2 separate regions of the Cricetulus griseus genome follow, and region 2 is linked to region 1. The links are chromatin contacts, called in public Hi-C maps. All regions are on one chromosome and are shown on one strand. Each heading gives the region's core, a stretch centred on a gene start, on an enhancer-like site or on the middle of the called end of the contact. The rest is flanking DNA. Distances are from core to core; before and after follow the strand shown. Region 1 overlaps Tead1 (transcriptional enhancer factor TEF-1). Region 2 holds the start of Tead1 (transcriptional enhancer factor TEF-1).

Evidence for each region. A called contact is a pair of places that touch in the nucleus more often than the background predicts.
Region 2: a Hi-C map of the CHL-YN cell line shows a contact between it and region 1, with 3 times the contacts expected there. The contact joins the promoter of Tead1 here to the enhancer-like site in region 1. A contact is called at or near these places in 4 of 8 Hi-C or Micro-C datasets (the CHL-YN cell line, the CHO-K1 cell line and liver).

Annotation. Positions count from the first base shown.
Region 1 is chr3:87,832,807-87,839,362 of CriGri-PICRH-1.0, forward strand. Tead1 (transcriptional enhancer factor TEF-1) reads right to left here. Exons shown (of 12, transcript XM_035442280.1): 5 at 6,351-6,485; 6 at 5,099-5,145; 7 at 4,292-4,353; 8 at 2,702-2,826. Among named protein-coding and RNA genes, the nearest start is that of Rassf10, 89 kb to the left of the region's middle. Within about 2 kb of position 3,750, at least 1 of the 6 cell types and tissues checked has open chromatin away from gene starts, as enhancers often do.
Region 2 is chr3:88,018,810-88,025,365 of CriGri-PICRH-1.0, forward strand. Tead1 (transcriptional enhancer factor TEF-1) reads right to left here and starts at 2,892. Exons shown (of 12, transcript XM_035442280.1): 1 at 2,781-2,892.

The sequences.
Region 1 (6,556 bases), core at 2,500-4,999:
CCACTTCAGACACTGTTAGATGCTTTAAATAACTGGGCTAATTCCCTTTCACTTCAAGAAGTCAACTACCACTTTTCTCTTCCAGCACAGAGACCACACATGGGCCTTATGTTTCCACTAAAATTGAAGATGTACAACTTTCACCCTGCTACACATGTAGCCAAGGCTGGCTTGCAATTCATTATTGATCCAAGAACGATTGTAAACTCCTAATCCTCTGTGTCTGCCTCCCAAATGCTGGGATTATAGGAACAGTTATGTGGTATTGGCAATCAAACCCAGGGCTCCAAGCATGCTAGGCAAGCACTCTACCAACTGAGCTAACCCCCATATATCAATCTGTATACATTTAACTGCAAAATGGGTTTCTAAGAAATAGTGTGTGAGACAGGCTGGGTAACACAAAATTATTATATAATTGATATGAGTTTAGGTGGTGAATCTGATATAAACATCACACCCCAAGTCAGAAACATCAGATCCATTAGAAAACATCTTCATTGTCTGAAACTATACCCACTTTCTTCCCGTTGAGATGCTGTGGGCGGAATCCAGGGTCTTGCACGTTCATACTAAATAAGCGCTCTCTCATTTCACTACATCTCTAACCTTGAAACTAGACATTTTGTTTTGTTTTTGTTTTCACTTTTTCAAGACAGGGTTTCTCTGTGTAACAATCCTGGCTGTCCTGGAAATCACGCTGTAAACCAGGCTGGCCTTGAACTCACAGAGATCCACCTGCCTCTGACACTGCCTCCCAAGTGCTGGGATTAAAGGTGTGCACCACCACTGCCCAGCTGAAACTAGATATTTTTAAACTAAAGATCAGGTAACCTTGTTTTAAAAAAGATTTTAGTTTTCATTACATTTCTGCATGTATGTGTCTTTGAAGGCACGTGCCCTTGGGGGCCAGGAAAGGGCAACAGATATCTGGAAGCTGTAGTTGCAGGTGGGTGAGTTCTCTGCGGGAGCAGTTCATGAAGAGCAAGCAACTTTCAACTGTGAGGAGAGACAGTCTACACTGGCACTTAGAGGTCTCTGACATACTATATTTACTAGGCCCTTAGTGTTCTTCCTTTTTATTTAGTTTAGGACCTCAGACTATGGGATGGTGGCGTCTACATTCCATGAAACTATTTAAAATAAGAAATCCATGACACAAAGAAACCCTGTCTTGAAAAACCACAGAGGGAGGGAGGGAGGGAGGTGAGAGGAAGGGAGGGAGGAAGAGGGAGAGAGGGAGGGAGGGAGGGGAGGAGAGGAGAGGAGAGGAGAGAGAGAGAGAGAGAGAGAGAGAGAGAGAGAGAGAGAGAGAGAGAGAGAGAGAGAGAGAAGTCCATAAGAGAACTGGGCATCTGACTTTGGAGATGTCCCGCCCACTAAGGGACCATAGTCAAAGAAATCTGATGTGTGTTCATTAGGTAGATTTCAAACATCAACAATAGAGTACAGGGGGAAAGACCTAGTCAGGACCATACAGGCAGTTCAGGGGTCCTTCATCAATGGTGGGGTTTACAGCAATGATGAGAGGACACTTTAGGAGAGGATGTAGTCTGGTCCTTCTGTTTGCCAACTGTATAACTTAAGTCACCTGGCCTCAGTTTCCCCCTCTGCAAAGTGAGGAAAACAGAACCATGTAAAGGGGCACTATGGGAACAGAATCAGTAGCAAAGTACCTGGGAACAAACACAAAATGCAGGAAGGAGATGGTAAGGCTGGCCTCCAGGAAGAAACCAATGATCTACTATCATCACAATGCCCCATCAGTGTGGATTAGCCTGTCTGCCTCATGTGTGTGCCAACATGCCTGGCCTATGACTCTTTCTCTTGATGAGAGCAAGACCCACAGTGAACCCTGGAACCACATGTCCAGCCTGGTCCCCAAAGAGGTCAGTGCCAGGAGATAGAGTGTGGAAAGGAGTTGGTAAGGATCCCAAATACTAACTCATGATTGCTTCAATTGCTGCCTGGGGCTCACCCACACACAGATGCAACCCTCACACTCACAGCCAAGGAGTGGGCGTGAACAAAGGGTACCGGCTTATGGGGTAGAGAAGAAGGGAGGCTCGCATATGCATGGGATGATGTGTACTAGTTGGAGTGGGTGGGGAAGGAAGAGAAGAAAATGACAAACAGAGTCCAGATGCCTGTGTTTCTGGTATTTACAATATGACAAGGCATCACAGTCTACAGCAGCTATCAGAATACCAACATTACTTCTGAAGATAATGTTTTGGGAGGGGGAAGGATGGACCCCCCAGACTTAGATAATATGATGGCTGATAGTTTAGGCTTTAGTGTTTTAGAATGAATCTTTAATCCAGAGATATTAACTATATAACCAAAGAAGTTACTAATGCATTGTCATTTATCTAATCGTATCCAAATACTTTCAAACCAGCCACACAAGAATGTCCAATAAATGTTACCTGTTGTTAAATTTTATGAGACATAAGCGGGTATTCCCTGAGGCTTGTGGTCCAAGCAGCAATAAACACCCACCTTTGAAGCTAGAGCTATCTGCCAACAGCATCCTTCCTGGGTGAAGAAGGGCTACCTGGCTGTTCCATGTCTGTTTTCACACAGGACATTTCACACAGGTGTAAGGGAAAAGAGGTCCAGAAGTGACAGACCACAGGATGAAGAAATGAGCAGGTATGGAAGCACTTCCTACTAGCCACACCCCTCTGGGCATACTTACCGAGTCTGGGTCTCTCTGCTGTTCAAGGAAAGCTGAAAATTCCACCAGGCGAAGCTTGGTTGTGCCAATGGAACGGCCCTGCCAGGCAGGAACCGAGGGAGCTGGGGCTGATGCAGGCTCAAACCCTGAAATAACAATTGTCACCTTTACACAAGTCCACATGTACCTCCTCCTAGACCTCCATGGGGCATAATTCTGAACACAGAGGACCTAGAAGGAAAGGACAACTCCCTCCACTAGTACACTCAGGCAGTGTGACAGCTAAGGAGGACACTGTGATGGTTAATGGTTAATGTCCATTGTCAGCTTGACTAAATCTAGAATCACTATGGTAAAATATCTACGCGGTTTAACTTAAGAAAAGGAAAGTGTCGCCCTGAATGCACTTAAGGCCATCTCACAGCAAGGGTCCTGAGCAACATATAAAAAAACAGAGCTGAGCATCAGTATTCTTCTCTCTGCTTCCTGACTGTGGATATAATGTGACCAGCTGCCTCACATACCGGTCACCATGACTTCACTGCCACCATGGACTATATCCTCAAATTGTGAACCCAAACAAAACTTGCCTCTCTTCAGTTGCTTGTATTGATATTTTGTCAAAGCAACTAATATAGGCAGGTAATCCTGGGTAAAGAGGGCAGGCTGGAGAACAAGCTAAGAATGGATGAAGCATTGAAGGCTTCCTGTGAAGCATCCTGGCTTGGTGTATTGGGTCCTGCCATGGTGCATTGCTTCTATTGATTCACCTTCTATCTCAAGACTGTGAACATTCCCTCAGAATGCTCCATGCAAACAGAGGGCAACAAGGGACTGCAATTTTACTTGGGACACAAAAGGGACAGGATCAAGAATTACACAAAACCTCGGGGAATTTCAGCTGGATGATACTATGTATATTTGGGTGAGAGAGTTCATGACAAGTGGAACCAGATGGGAGAGCCAAGTTCATAGTTTCTGCTGTGAGCTGAATTCCATGTAAGCCTTCATTACAGAAGGGAACCAAGAGGGAACTGAAACTCACTATCTAAGAAAGTTTAAAGTTATCTGTGCCTAACTCAGATTGCTGCACTTGGCTGTGAAGACGGTAACCACAACAACTTCCCCTTCTAAGTGGGACCCAGTGTCTTAAGTGAAAGTGGTCAGGCTTCCAGTTTCCTGACCTCACAGGAAAAGCTCTTGGAAGAAATGGCTACTTTTAAATTTATTTTTATTTACTAATTTTTATCATCTAAATGTTTTACCTGCATATATGTATATGCACCATGTGCATGCCCGATGTTTACAGGTCAGAAAGGACAGTATCCCCTGTAACTGGATTAGCAAATGTTTATAAGAGACCATGTAGGTGCTGGGAAATGAATCCAGGTCCTCTGCAATGGCAATCGGGGCTCTTAACCACTGAGCCATCTCTCTAGCCACCAGGAGAAGGAACTCTTGAGTAAAGGGACCCAGAGTATGACATGGGATGCCCTTAGAAGGAAAAGAGGAGGGGCGGCTGGTGGCCAAGACCAACACCACCGCACTCTTGTGATAAAAGAGGCCAGGCTGCCTCTCACTCCCCATCAAAGAAGAAGCAGGGAGACTCACCTGGAATGGGGGCTGTGACTGCTGGCTGGATGGGGTAGGCCTGCTGCACAAAGGGCTTGACGCTAAAGACAAATGGTTAGCAAGAGTCAAAATCATGGCTGCAGTGGTGGCTACTACCCAGGTCAGTCTCTGGCTTCCTGTAGTCTCCCCTGACCCCATTCCACTGCCTGGCTCCCGGCCTGCACTGGGTTGCTCATTCCATGCTGAAATACATCTACAAAAAGGAAGATTTTTCCTGTGCTGTCCTGCCCATACAGACCAAGGTCATCTGTCACAGCCCAAAGAACGTTTAGGATGCCATGAGTTAGGATCTCCCTTCTTCAGACCACATAGCTCAATATATACAAAGAAAATTTTCTTTCTGCTTCATCCCCAAACTGCCCCAAACTGACTCATGGGCTGAGCTTGCTCCCTGAGTTCAAAGGGGCCCCTGGGGTTTTCTACTAGGCACCCCTATTGCACGGACAGTCACAATGGAAAGAGACAGTGTCCTTGCTGACCTCTGGCAGGTGAGAGAGACCCTGGTACTGCAACCAAAGCCGCAGAGGATAAGGGACCAAATTTAAGTTTCTCATTGTGTCATTGCTAATAGTGAAGGTAGAAGAAAGGAATCTATACTGGTGCTAACTCTCAAAGGCAGGTCCTTTTCCATGTCCTAAAACATGGGGACATAAGGAAAGGCAGATTCGGGGACTTCAGTTTGAGGGTCTTCTCTCCCTTATCCCCTAAGAAAGTCTGGTACAGGAGAAATTCCCCCAGGGTGGGCTGTCTAATAACCCCTGCTGTCTGGGCCCTTCACAGACTTACTCTTGAGAGGATCCTGGCTGTCCTGTCTGTATCATTCCAGGCCAGAACTAGAAGGCAAGAGGCAAAGGCTTCAGGGTTATAAGTTCTTGTCAAAGCACAATTTGGGACGTGTCCAAATTATGCCCCTGCTGAAAAACATCAGATTATTCCCACCCACCAGCTGTGGCATCATCTTTCAGGTGTATAGGTACTTTGTTCAAGACCATAGCCTATCCCTGACCTGGTAATAGGGTGGCTTCCTTTATACACTATGTCCTGAAAATTCTCCTAAGGCCAAGAGGCAATGTGGAAATACTTCAGTTTAGTCTGCAAGGGCTGGCCCTCCTCTACTACAAGTACTTTCTGTACACCCCATAATATGTATCTCTCAAGGTCCAACAAAGTGACACATGGACTTTGGTTGGAATAACGAAGCCAGAGCTGGGAGAAGCAACTAGGGCACTCATTTTTGCTGTGAGCACACCTAAGATCTTTGGTGCCTGTTATTCCCCATCAAAAGGGAGAAAAACAGAAGAATCGTTACAGTATTACTTATCTGACCCACAAAGTCACTTCTACTGGTGCCTCACTACTGAATGACCTCTGCTTCAGCATTTACAAAATGGCCATGACACTGAGACTACTAAAGATGACCCTGAGGTAACTTTTGGAGCTGTCAACTGAAAATCTTACAAAGAGTATTTTGCCCCTGTGGTTGCTATAAAGTGACCCTGAGGATATGGGGATGGAGACCAAGAACCAGGAAAAAGAGTGAAAGAGGCAGATCACAACTAAATGGGACACCAGAAACAAGATTCTTAATTTCACCACTTTCCCTACTTTCTTCTTCCTCGTGTTTACCTTTTTCATCTCTTTTCCTTTCTTCCTTCCTACCAATCCTTCCTTTCCTTCTCTCTTCTTTCTAGACTCACCTCTCTCGCCTTCCTTGTCTTATATATCTATCTACCCATCATCTATCTTTTATTCTATTCTTCTATTATCTATCCACCTACTATCTATCTTTTATTTTGCGGTATTATGGATTGTCCTAAGGGCTTCACATATGATGAGCAAGTGGTCTACTGCTAAACTATATCGTCACTCAGTACACTTAATTCTAATTTTAGATAGGGCCTTATCAAGTTGACCAGGATGAACTTACTATGTTGCCCAAACAGGCTTTCAAGCTTGTGATACTCCTAAATCTGCCTCCTGAGTAGCTACACCATAATACCCAGTAATCCATCATTCCGGGATTTGGTTGCTAACTTACCCCCGGTGCCCCTGGGAAGGTGGGGCGTGGAATCCCAGGCAGCCCCAGCTTGTTATGGATGGCAGTAGCCGAGACGATCTGGGCTGATGACATGGCAGCCATGTGCTGTAAGGCCTTGTCCTTGGCAGTCTGATCCTTGAAGATGACAGTGACACATTGACTTAATACAGAGCACATGGCTACCACGTGGGTTTAACAGTACAGCC
Region 2 (6,556 bases), core at 1,642-4,141, 190 kb after region 1:
GAGGGCCCTAATTTCTCTGTGTGGCTATGGTCATTATTTTTAAGCCCACCAGATCATACAGTTATCTGTACAGACCTCTGGAGTGGTAAGACACCATCACAATTTCCATTTGCAAGCGATATAATTATGCCATACAATTAACCCATAGCACATGAGATTAAAGAGGAAAACAATCCTACAGATGTTCAGGCTCTTCTTGTACAACGGCCATAGATTGGGGGCGGAGGGGATCTATCCATTTCCAAAGCAGGCAACTCCCTAATGCTACTAATGGCCTGTCTCACGCTTGGGGTCTCCATTCTCTCAAATGCTCCTGTTATATACTTGTCCACAGACAACATGCAGTCTAGACACCAGTGATGTGATTACATGGATATTTCTCCCCAGATAGTCCCATGAAGATATGCCTTCTTACATTTGCTGCTGTGCATATCAGAACCAACTAAAATCAAAACTGGTTATGCATTACTGAACTAAATTTTTTTTCGTTTTCTGCCTTCTTCCCTAATCAGAAGATGCCAGCACCCAAAGTGAGTATGTGAACATATAATTCCAGTTGTATACAGCAAATGGGGGGAGAAAAAGCAGGAGGGGCAAGAAGCTGACTCCCCCTCACCATTTCACAGTGCTGTATAGGAAGCACACCCTGTACCAGTTACTGCAGCCTGGGACAGACTGCTAGGATGTCTGCCTGCTTCAGACTAAAGGTCACTAACTATATACATAAGTCCTGGCCTTTGCTTGTACAAAATCTCCAATAATCCCAGAGTGCTCTCTAGAGTTTACAAAGAACCGTAGGAAGGAGGAACTCACACAAAGATTCCCCCCACCTTTTTTTTTTTTTTTTTAACTATTTGTAAAGGCAAAGTGTCTCTCTGGCTTTGTTTCAAAGTTGTTTTAAAAAAAGTATTCTAATATTTCCCTAAGTCTTCAGTTTAAACAATACTTGCCATTAAACTGAAAACAAAATGGTTTACTGAGGACATCAGCAAGATCCAGTAAGGGAGACAGCTTATCAGTTCATTTTTTTATACCAACAAAAGAATTGTAAACTGTTGAAAACCTGAAACCTGAGAGTCCCACACAGTCACACATTCAAAGAAATACTACACAAAAATATCTTGTGACCATTTATGGAAATAGGGAGATTAGAAAAATACGCCTTTCCCACTTTTAAAATCATCAACAATTTAAAACCCTGCTGTTGACAAAGGTTCAAATAAACGCATTTGTCTTTCCGGAGCCGCGCTGTAACTGGCTCTACTGTTTCCTTCTTAAGAGGAAAGATTCTTACCAAAGTTGGGTCTAAGTCTGACCCTTACAAGCATTCAGATGTGCCTGGGCCCAAAGATCCTGCTATTCACAGAAAATCGCAGACTAGGCTGAAAGGCGGAAGCCCCTGGCACACTCTGTGCAGCCTGAGGACTCTTCCAACCCCAGTCTCGAGGCAGATTAGCCCCCACCCAAGAGCTCAGGCTTGCACAGACAAGCCACCCCTTGGCTCCCGGTAGATCGCGTCTCCCTAACGGGAAGGATCTGTCCACCCGGGGAGCCACCTGCAGATACTTAGCACTCTCTAAGCCACCAGACCACCTAAACTTCCAGAACGAATCCAGGCCACAAGGCGGGAAGGAGATTGAATTCTGTTACTTTGCAGTATCTGTAGGAATTGAAATACTTTCCTTTCACTATTTTGAAATCTGATCATATTTACAGACCTTTTTGCCCCAAGGACCTCGGATCCTTTCAAATGCGCTATTTTAAAACCCGGCCTTTCTACACTCTCGATTCCTGGAATATCTGTAAGTTTCCAGCGCTGACTGAGATCAATTTGCATTTCTGTAAATCACAGACAGCTTCTAAGAACTTAACAAGTCTCCTGAGAAACGCTGGTGGCTGGCATTTCATTGTTTCATAAATATTTTTATACAGGTGACACCATTCAACTTTAAATAAATCTTTTTAAAAAAAAGACGATTAAAAAAGGAGGAAAACTGTGGTTTGCGTTTTATTTTCGTGGCAAGAAGGTTAAGTGTGAGCCTCTCATTGTTTCCGACTTCTTAGAATGTAGCTTTAATTTAAGAAAAATACATTAAAAAAGAAACTCCTAGAAGTTGAACTTTCTTTCAAACCGGCCTCTGGACTTTGAAAACAAGTGGTGCTGCCTCGAACAAAGGCTAAAAGTGTCCCCAGATTTTTCTGCCCTCCTGGGGATCGTTCTCCTCCAATAAACAAACAAATCCCCCAGTATTTCCTACCGAGGGGAAGTTTTCCAGGGAGAGTCGGCTCCCGGGTTTGGTGGTAACTGCGACTCAGTGTTTTTTGGACACAATGTTTCTGCTGACTCCTAAAAATTTTCCACTTGAATGTGCACTGGAGCGGCGGCGGCGGCGGCGGCGGCAGCAGCGCTGGAGAGGCGGCAAGAGCGAGAGAGCCCTCTTTCATCTCCGGGGAGGAGGAGCCCGGGTCGGCGCGGACCCCGAAGGGGCCGGGCGCCGGGGGAGTCGCCGAGCTGCAGGCTCCAGGCTGCGCGCCGGACGCTCTCCCGACCCGCGATCGCGCAGAACTCGGCGCTTCCTGGACAAGGAGCTAGGAGCGCGGGAGAGAGGGGCGCGCAGAAGAGCGGAGCGGGGCCGCCTGTTGCCGCGCGGGGCTGCGGCCCAACTTGCAGGGCGGCGCGGCCGCTCCCCTCTGAGAGCCCCGGGAGCCGCACACAAAGCGCGGATCGCGGTGACGCCTAGGCAGCCCGCGCCCCCGCGTCCGCCCCGCGCGCAACTTACCTCGACCGCCCGAGCGGGCGCGGCAAACTTCGGGGCGCTGGGCCGTCGCCCCTGCGATGCTCCAGCCGGTACTCCCCGCGGTTGCTCCCGCGCCGGGCCGCCCCAGGCCGGCCTCGCCGGCTCCCGGGACGGGCAGGGCGCGCCGGGGCAGCTGCCCGCGCTCGGGCGACGCTGCGCGCTGGGGGGTCAGCGCATGGCCTGCGCCCCGCCGCGGCCGCCCCGGGCCCGGGCCCCGGCGCGCGGACTCCCCGCGGGCTGGAAGCGAGTGTGCGAAGTACTGGGGGGGCGCCCGCGGCGGGCGGCGGGGCCGCGGAGGGCTCGGCTCGGGCGGCGCGGCGCGGCGCGAGCGATGCGAAGAATGTGCGGAATGAGGACAGGAATGAAATGAACGCCAGGACCGAACTCGCTCCGGAGGGGTGGGGCCTCGGTGACGTCATGCCGCCGGGGCTGGGTGGGGCGGGGCCTGCCGCCGCGGTGACGTCATGGGTGCGGGGCGGGGAGTGCGGGGCGGGGCTTGGCGCCCACGGGGGAGCGGGCCGCGCGCGATGGCGCGCTCTCGAGCTTTGTACGGTGTGAGGCGGGGTGGCCCGGCGCTAAGAAGGGCGGTGTGCGCGACTCCGCTTGCTGTGCCTCAGTTTACTCCCTCCTGGTGCGCACGAGCACGGGCGCTCCCGGGCTGGACCGGAGGTTGCTTTTCTGGAAACTGAGGCCCGGGCGAACGGCTTCTCCAGCCCGCCACTGATCCTTTAGCCCTTTCGCTTTACCCAAGTTCATGGTGCTTGCGCAAATCCTAGGCTTTGCGGACTACGCTTGGATCATCCCAGAGTTCTCGCTTGCCTCCTGCCCTGTCTTTCTGGAAGTGAAGTTCACTCGTGCTGCGAGTTGCACTCTACAGAAGTCCTGCACCCTGTTAAATAAAATAAGAAATAATAAAAATCTTGCCGGGCTGCAAAAGGCAGCTTCGTGAGGTCCCTTTATGGAGAAAGTGAGGGTCAATCATAAACGGTTTGAACTGTTTTTGGAGTGGGCGACGCTGCAGTACTTCAGAAACTCGGGTAAAGTTAACGGTGGCCCGGACAGACATGCTGGCAGCTAGGGCTAGTTGCAGTCCGTAGTTTCCCAGAAAAGAGAGAGCCCTTCCCAGACCGGGACTTCCTTCTTTCAGCTCTGGCTTCAGAACAAACTAATGGCGCCTGTTTTGTGCTGGAGGATTCCCGGAGTGTGCCTAACTCAGGAAAGCTAGTGGGACTCACTGCGGCGCGTTTGCTTAGAAACAACGTTTACTAATGCGTTTTTAAGACAAAAATGGTGCATTTTTAAAAGTTTATATCAAGAGAATTGAAGATCCCCAAGCCGTTGTAAAAAGTAATACAGAGACATTCTTTGTTCACTTTGCCCAGCTCTTCCTCATGCCATGTCAGCCAAAAACTATATCACAATCGGACTATTAATTTTCGTGCAGATTTTTCAGATCTACTTGTACACATCTGTGTGTATCTGTTTAATTCTATACAGTTTTCTCACCTGTATATATGTTCACCACAGTCAGGTACAGATGCATATTATTTCTGATTCAGTAATGTGACAGGCTGACAATAAGACCCTCAACTGCCTAGACAGATTATTAGAAAATACACGACTGTTTTCACTTTTAAAACCGTGGCAGGTGTACTTCTTTCCAGAAAATATGCTATAACTGCACCCCCCCCCAAAAAAAAGGGGGGGATCGCAGAAGCTAGAGAGATGGTTCGGTAGTTGAAAGCACTCGCTGCTCTAGCAAAGGACCAGGCTACTGTTTGGTTATCAGCACCTACATGGTGGCTGCCAAAAGTCTGTAAGCCCAGTTCTGGGGGCACAGGGGCACAAACATGGTGTACACACATGCAGGCAAAACATTCTTACATGTAAATAAATAAATAAATAAATAAATAAATAAAGAGGTTTTTTTTTTTTAAAGACAATAGCAGAGCCAGCCTACCTAGTAGATATATTTCTAACCCACTATTTATCTTGCCCATGACAGGCTAGTTAACCTTAAGACTCCAGTTGTTCCTGGTAATTTGGTGTTCTTTCATTCTTATTAACATTCAAAGCTATTCATGGTGTGCTATAATTCCTTGACCAGTACTTTCTACAACTTCTTCCATCAACACACACATTCTGTGATATGTATACTAAAAATCTTTTCTTCAAGAAAGTCTCTTCAGCCGGAACCAGGCATAGTTGTACCTGCCTATAATCCCAGCAATCAGGAGGCTGAGGCAGGAGGATTGGCACAAGTTTAAGGGAATCCTGAGCTAAAGAATTAGATCTTGTCTGGAGGAGGAGAAGAGAGAGAAAAAGGAAAGGGGGCAGGGAAAAATGGCAGGGAGGAGACTGGTTAACTAAATATCTCCTTCTCAGGATCTTGAAACCACTTGGTCTACTATGTCTCATGTATTTGTTCTATCAGTTCACAGTATGTGTGTGTTACTGCTCATAGGCATCTATATGAGACAGTGGCTAGGTCTCATTCAGCTAAATAGGTCTAGAACCTACTCACAAATAGGAAGTCACTCATCTCTCTACCCATCTGTGCCATACATTGTACTCTCCTCATCCCACTGATGAATAAATAGGACCTATAAATTTGGGACTACAAATGGTTGAATCCATCTAAGGGCAGCTACTAGGTGCCTCCTGCTAAAATGATAGCAGTTTTCATGGACCATTGTTATTCTTAGCCTTTGGTATTTTATATTTGACATCTCAATTAATCCCTGCTGCACCTGTATAAAGTAGAAATTCTTAACCCAGTTTATACAGAAGAGAAACTGAGATGCAGAGAATAATAAAGCCTAAATCCAAATTCCTTCTGATTCATATTCATGGCCTGAGTTTCTAATTCCAGAAACAAATAGCACAGTACACCAAGAACTGTTCTAAGTACCACCTTTATATTACCTCACCTGACCCCCATGAAGTAGGCACTATTCTATAAGATTTTATTTTAAATTTTCTATATATATAATTTATATATGTACACACACATATATAATATATATATATATATATATATATATTATATATATATGGGAGGGGATGTTAATGAGAGTGCATTGCCTACAAAGGCCAGAAGAAGGGGTGATATCCCTTGGAGCTGGAGTTATAACAGTTGTAAGCAGCCCCATTTGGGTACTGGGAACAGAAAACAGTAAGCACGCTTAACTGCTGAACCATCTCTGCAGCCCTGAAATAAGTACTATTATTATTCTTGATTTACAGACAGGCAAGTTGAGGACTAGAGAAATACGATAACTTGGCCTGGGGTGTATACTTAGTAAATTTGGAGCAAGGATGCAAACCCAGGCAGCTCCTCTTAAGACTTGGTGTTCTTACCCATGCTCTTAGCATCCCAATGCAGCACTCCATAGAACCTAAAAGATCACTGTCCTGCAGGGGCCACTGACCCCGACATGTAGCAACCTTATATGCTAGGTAATGATACAAAAAGTCCATTTCCCTCAAGCCTTCCCCAAAAAGAAGCTAAGTGCTAACTTGTAACACGTAAGAGACCTTACCAGCTCTGGCAGAGCCCCAATCCCACCCTGGTTCCTGTGACACACCTCCCTGAGAAAGAGGTAAGTCCTCTGAGCTGGCAGAATCCTGAGAAAGGGCATGGCCAAGAAAGTTACATCTTTCCAAGCTAAAATCCATTTGTAACAATAATTTGTTTTTACCACTCAAGTTTTTTTTTCTCTCCTTCTTTCTTTCTTCCTTTCCTTCCTCTTTTTTTT